Regions from separate parts of the Gasterosteus aculeatus genome. Here region 1 is linked to region 2. The links are chromatin contacts, called in public Hi-C maps. All regions are on one chromosome and are shown on one strand. Each heading gives the region's core, a stretch centred on a gene start, on an enhancer-like site or on the middle of the called end of the contact. The rest is flanking DNA. Distances are from core to core; before and after follow the strand shown. Region 1 overlaps adam19a (ADAM metallopeptidase domain 19a). Region 2 holds the start of rwdd (RWD domain containing 4).

What was found. A called contact is a pair of places that touch in the nucleus more often than the background predicts.
Region 1: a Hi-C map of skeletal muscle shows a contact between it and region 2, with 7 times the contacts expected there. The contact joins the enhancer-like site here to the promoter of rwdd in region 2. A contact is called at or near these places in 4 of 6 Hi-C or Micro-C datasets (skeletal muscle, tail fin and whole body).

Annotation. Positions count from the first base shown.
Region 1 is chr7:12,671,174-12,674,187 of fGasAcu3.hap1.1, forward strand. adam19a (ADAM metallopeptidase domain 19a) reads left to right here. Exons shown (of 23, transcript XM_040179604.2): 22 at 1,494-1,702. Among protein-coding and RNA genes, the nearest start is that of LOC120821232, 13 kb to the right of the region's middle. Within about 2 kb of position 1,583, at least 1 of the 9 cell types and tissues checked has open chromatin away from gene starts, as enhancers often do.
Region 2 is chr7:12,507,288-12,510,188 of fGasAcu3.hap1.1, forward strand. It overlaps rwdd (RWD domain containing 4), which reads right to left and starts at 1,416. Exons shown (of 8, transcript XM_078105771.1): 1 at 1,198-1,416; 2 at 455-535; 3 at 250-359; 4 at 1-42. The coding sequence starts at 1,221.

The DNA.
Region 1 (3,014 bases), core at 333-2,832, 160 kb after region 2:
ATTCTATTTTAAAGCCCTAACGTCAAAATGATTTCAGATGACTTTTTTCCAAATCTGAACAGAATTGAAGAATGATAAACGCTATCTAGGCAGGGAGCCACAAAGGATATCTCTTTTTACATTTGGAAATCAACTGCTGTGGCTACTATGTGCAGGGAGAATGGTAGCGAGGGATCTCCACATATATATATATATATATATATATATATATATATATATATATATATATATATAAGAAAAAAACTTCAGTTTTATTCCCCAAATTTTGCTGACAAACAGGGCAACTATACAAGCTGTCAGGCAGCTTGAATGTTCAATAAATCCCCATTTTACCAGCACCGCCTACAGTAAGAGCTTTTTGAAAACCGGCAACATGTGGTGAGCTCCGGCAGGTGAGCATACATTACCATTATCTTGGTCTTGAATTGAGTCAGATTAATATTTATAGAATAACATCATTTCCGCTATATTTAGATGAGATTGGCATAGAAGTTGGGGAATAAGATTTGAACTGTGGTCCTATGATTTAACTCATTGTTCAAATATCACAAGGTAGCATGAGGTGATTTAAAAAAGACAAAAACAAAACAGCACACACAAACAAATACATATTTACTGAATTAGATTCAATTTCAAATATATGAAGCATATGTAAATAAGACTACAACTGCATCGTATCTCTGTCACTGGTAATTTACTTCTAATTAAATGTTGAGCTGTTTCCAAAGCAGCTATTTTCCTCAACTATTATAGGTGCTCACTTGTTACTTCCTCATATACGCTTAAAGTAAAATAAATATTTTTTTACAAGACAGAAGAGCTCAGTTCTAACACAGAGCCAACATCTGGAAAACATCTTATGAGCTCAAGTCCTATAGGGTTTGTACTCTCAACATAAGTCTACATACCTTTGTTTACACAGATTAGGAGACATCCGTTTTTTGAAGCCATGCGATGAAGGAAATGCTCGTGACTGCAGCTAAACAGCTGACTAGTAAATGTAATCCAGAGATATTGCCAAATGCACATTAATGCGAAAATGACTGGAATAATATATCAGATTCCTTAATAGATTCATTTGATCTGAACCCTGAATAAATAATAAATGCAGTTTTTTTTTTCTAATTGCTTTCTTATTGATCTATCCTCTCTAATCACTCCTTCTCTGTTAAATGTAAAAGGCCTTTAAGGCCAAGCTTTTACTTTTTTCTTATTTGTGTCAAATATCCACTATTTGATATGAGTTGACTTTGGGATGTAATCGTTTGAGGTGATTTTAATCTACTGTAGTGAGACTTCTCCTCTTATCAGCCAGCTGAACATATTTCGGAGACAACCTGGATCGAGTCCAGCGCAGAGCTCTGCTCTCCTCCCTGCTGTTTCCGTGTGCCAGGACGAGTGTGTAACACATGCTGATGACTCCTGATCAAGAAGTAGGTCTTGGTGTACTAATAATGGAAATGTCAACAATCCATGTTTCTATTCCCTTTTAGTTGGTGTGTGAGCTGCTTCCCAGACCGTCTCCCTTCCCTCCCCAGAGGCCTCTCCCTCTCAGCCCAGCTAGAGGAGCCTCCCCCACAGTGAGTCCAGCCCGAACCCTGGTCTCCAAACCCTCCCCGGGCCTGCTGGTCATGATGCCACCTGCAGTGGGACCCAAACCTGTGGGCAAAGTCTCAGCCATCCCTCCTCTCCGTGCTCTCAGGTAGGCACACATAGACACGCTGCATTGTAGAGTATTCTTAGTGGCCCAGGATTCTTTCAATTGTGGTATAAAATAAGAGGGTTTTATGTTTCCAGCTAAGGGAAAAGTGTCACAGAGCAAAGGTTGGAGGGGTGAAAGTACTCACAGGACTCTTTATAACGATGTTACATAGTTTAACAACTTAAATATTAATAATTGTTCTCTCTCTGAAATTTGCATCAGCAACATACGTCTATTTACAATGTGCACACCTTTACATACACCTTGTGATCTCAAGTCTCAATCAGCACCCTGGACCCTTCTATGTAAAATCTCAAACGTTGTAATATTTCCACATCACCTTAACACCAAACTGGTAAAAATGAAATGCTATAAAATAATTGTTGTCATTTTATGTCTACAAACAACAGATATCTTGTGTGTGAACAAGCAACGTGCAAAGCAAGAATGGGGCGACCGTAATTGAAAGTGGCATGTATGATAGTAAGATTGTTAGAGTGGTATGTGTGGTAAAGTTGTTCAATCTGATCCGTTCTCTCGTAAACATTCTTCGTTTTAATAATGGCGGAATCGGGCTATGAAAACGGAAATGTGCGACTCCGTAAAGGATGTAGTTAGCGGACCAATCGCAGCCTGGTGCGCTGCGGGAGGCTTGCGTTGAAAAATGTCTCGACACACGCAAGGACGCAAGGAGGTGTGAAAAGGCACGCAAGGGACACGCAAGGGGGTCTTACGTCTGCGGCGCTCTGAAAACGCAGAAGCATAAACTAGGCTTTACTCCCGCATCTTTCCATTTTGGCTTCTATTGGGTCTGGCCCGAGCCCAGCTGAGACAAGCAGAAGGGGAGGACGTGCAGATATCTTATTTTTCCAAATATTACTGGGTATATTTCATATTTCAAAAACACAAATATTGACTATTTGTAAAATGTATTTTTAATGTAATAAAGAATCTCCCTTTTTTTTGTGGCTCAAGGCCCCACGGCCCTCTATGGGCCAGCGGCCACTGGCCAAAATCATTTGAGATAGTGTGACTACTATGACATAAATCAGACTTTGCTTACTCACCAACTTACTAAATTTGACTGGAGATTCGAGAACTATTTATGACTTTCCAACAGCAAACTTTTGACTTGAAAAATAAAATTGTCTCATCAATCCTGCCTCCCTATTGTCTCCTGTGTAATTTTAATGCATACTTCCTAACAACAAGATTACGCCTTCCAATATACGATCTTGTTATTTTAAATACGTCATGGTTTGGGGATTTTGTACAAGGAACATGTGACCCGGTGAAACAGCTTGGGTCATTG
Region 2 (2,901 bases), core at 166-2,665:
TCCTCCAGCTTTGACAGGATCAGCTGCTTTGTCTCTGCAGAGCTGTTGTGAAATCAGCATGATTTGATGATGATAAGATTGTGGTTGTTGTACTGACAAACTGCAACAATTTTCAAAATTCAAAAGAACCCGACAACACTCTGGTGTGTCCAGATTTTAATGTCAGTCAATCTGCCATCAGATTTTCCAAATGTAAACCAAGGCTTACCAATATAATATTAATAATAAAGTCAGTTTCCTTTGACTTACATTCTGTTGTTGAAAAAAGCATCCAAGGAGATTTGCGGGGCCGTCTCAGGGTACATCTCAGGCCAGGTGAGGTCCAGGATGAACGCATTTTTGTCTTCAAGCGCTCCTATCTGTTGTATAACATTAAAGTAGAAGGTAAGAGAAGGTATACAGAGGACAGTACAGGGGCACAGCACAGAGGACAGTACAGGGGGACAGTACTCACCCTAAACTGAAAGGACACCGAACTGATTTCCTTGAAACACTCATCCCCCTCATAGATGGAGCGAAGAGCCTCCAGCTCCATCTGTGTGTGAAGGAGGCAAATCGCATGGAAGATTTAGTCGGTGATCTTATGAGCGGCAGAATGTGAGACAGCGTCCACCCGACAATATTGTAAATGATCTGTAAATCTAACACGGGTATGCAGGTTGAACCACGCCCGAAGACCTTTCACGGGATAATGACGATGTGGTAATAAGTTGGGTAAACGTGTGAACCTCAAGACAACTTCACGTGTTGAATCCATCTTCTAACTTAACGCCACGTTATTAGTGTTCTGTTATGATGCCAAACTGATAAGATCGAGCAGCGGCATCTAATCGGTGTAATGCATCGCTGCTCAACAGAGAAGTTACACTGGATGGATCCAACGACATGATGTTAAAAAAAATGTATTGATTCGAGGTTTACGTTGCACGTACTTGGCATACTTTTGAATGGAGTTTGGTTTGCCATTTACTCCCGTCATGCGCAAAGCTGCTTAACGAGTCGTGGACCCTCCAAGTGGAGCTCTTTCACTTCAAATAAAACGTTGACTTGTTTGACTGTGTAACGAGAATAATGCCAACTAAACCGATCCGCCTGGACTGACGCTAATATGCTAGCAGTCACGCTAGTACCTAACGTTAGTTAGCGGTTAGCCGCTAACGGCAGCTAGCCCACTACTGCACCGTCACTCATTCATACCTCTTGATCCTCGTTAGCTGTCATGATGCCGCTTCTGTTTTAGTATGATATTCTCTCTGTGTAACGTTTTCACCAGTCCCAGAGTCAACAACCCATTTTGCTTGATAAAATTATGATGATAATCTCACAACTTCCCGAGTTGTTGGGGGTAATGCCACCATTTTAGACGCATGCGCAGTAAGCCTCTGCGTGAACTTTGAACCTTCTCATCAGCGGATGCTTCTAGTATGTGTTGTAATAATAATAATAACAATAATTTATTATAGGAAATCATAGACTACTATTTTACGTGAGTGTTGTAAAAATGTACCTAAATGTGACTAAAACATTGATAACCTGTTTGTATCCCTGGTACATAACAATAAATGTGGGTTTAGGGACCAAAAGTTTCTCTGAAATGATATATATTATAAATATATACTATTATAAATAACATGTGGTTCAACGTCAGCAACATTTGATTATAGCGAATTCTCTACTCTACTGAGTGAAGTGACCAAATAAAAGCATCTGAAAAATAACATAATATGTAACTATTATAACAATGGAGCATTAAAATGGAATCTGTTAGACGTTAATCAGATTTTTATGAAACTCTTTGGTTATATCCCAAAGATTTTGGGACGTACATATGTTTTACGTTCTGCTATATCAACTAAGAAGACAAAGACAATACAACTTAATCTCTAGCAAACACTTTCTAAGTAGGATTTCCAATCAAATATTAGATTAGATTAGATTAGATTCAACTTTATTGTCATTGCACAGGGTACAAGTACTGATGCAACGAAATGCAGTTTAACATCCAACCAGAGTGCAAAATAGCAAAAAGTGCAGAGTATGTGCATATGTAAAGTGTAATAAGTGAATAAAGCACCCTGTAGCGCCTCCTAGAGGGGAGGAGGGCAAACAGTCTGTGGCTTGGGTGCCCTCTGCAGACATCTCTTGCTCTGGACAGTCTCAATGGAGTGAGGAACCGGTGATGCGTTGGGCAGTTTTCACCACCCTCTGCAGTGATTTACGGTCCGCGACAGAGCAGCTGCCATACCATACGGAGATGCAGTTTGTAAGGATGCTTTCTATGGTACAGCGGTAGAAATTCTCTAGAATCTGAGGAGACAGATGGGCCTTCTTCAGTCTCCTCAGGAAGAAGAGACGCTGGTGTGCTTTCTTTACCAGGGATGAGGTGTTGAGGGTCCAAGAGAGGTCCTTAGAGATGTGGACACAATATAATATAAAAGTAGAATCTCTGCTGTATAGAGAGCCAGTGGAGGGTTTGGTGGACTGCGGTGATGTGATCTCTGGTGGAATGGGAGAGCAGACGTGCAGCTGAGCCCTGGATTAATCTTAATTTGTTGAGGAGTGTATTTTGTGCTGTGAGGGGAGTGAATACAGAGTGGGTTGTATTGTTTGTCTGTTTTGTACCATAATGTGCTAGAACACTTTATAGAGAGTGTGTCAGCAGGATTCCAATTACAAGAGACAGTGGGTGCAATACTCATTTAAAGTGACAAAAAATCCCATTAGAGCCACAGTGTAAAGGGGAGTGAGCCTTTATGTATTCAACTAAAATGACACGGACGGACAAGCAGTACAACTCAGTGTGGGGGAAGCTGCTAAAAATGGCAAGTGGGGTTTGAGTTGCGAGGGCGGCCGTGGTGGAGGAGAAGCATCAAGAGAGACAAAGAAAGACGAGATCTCTGA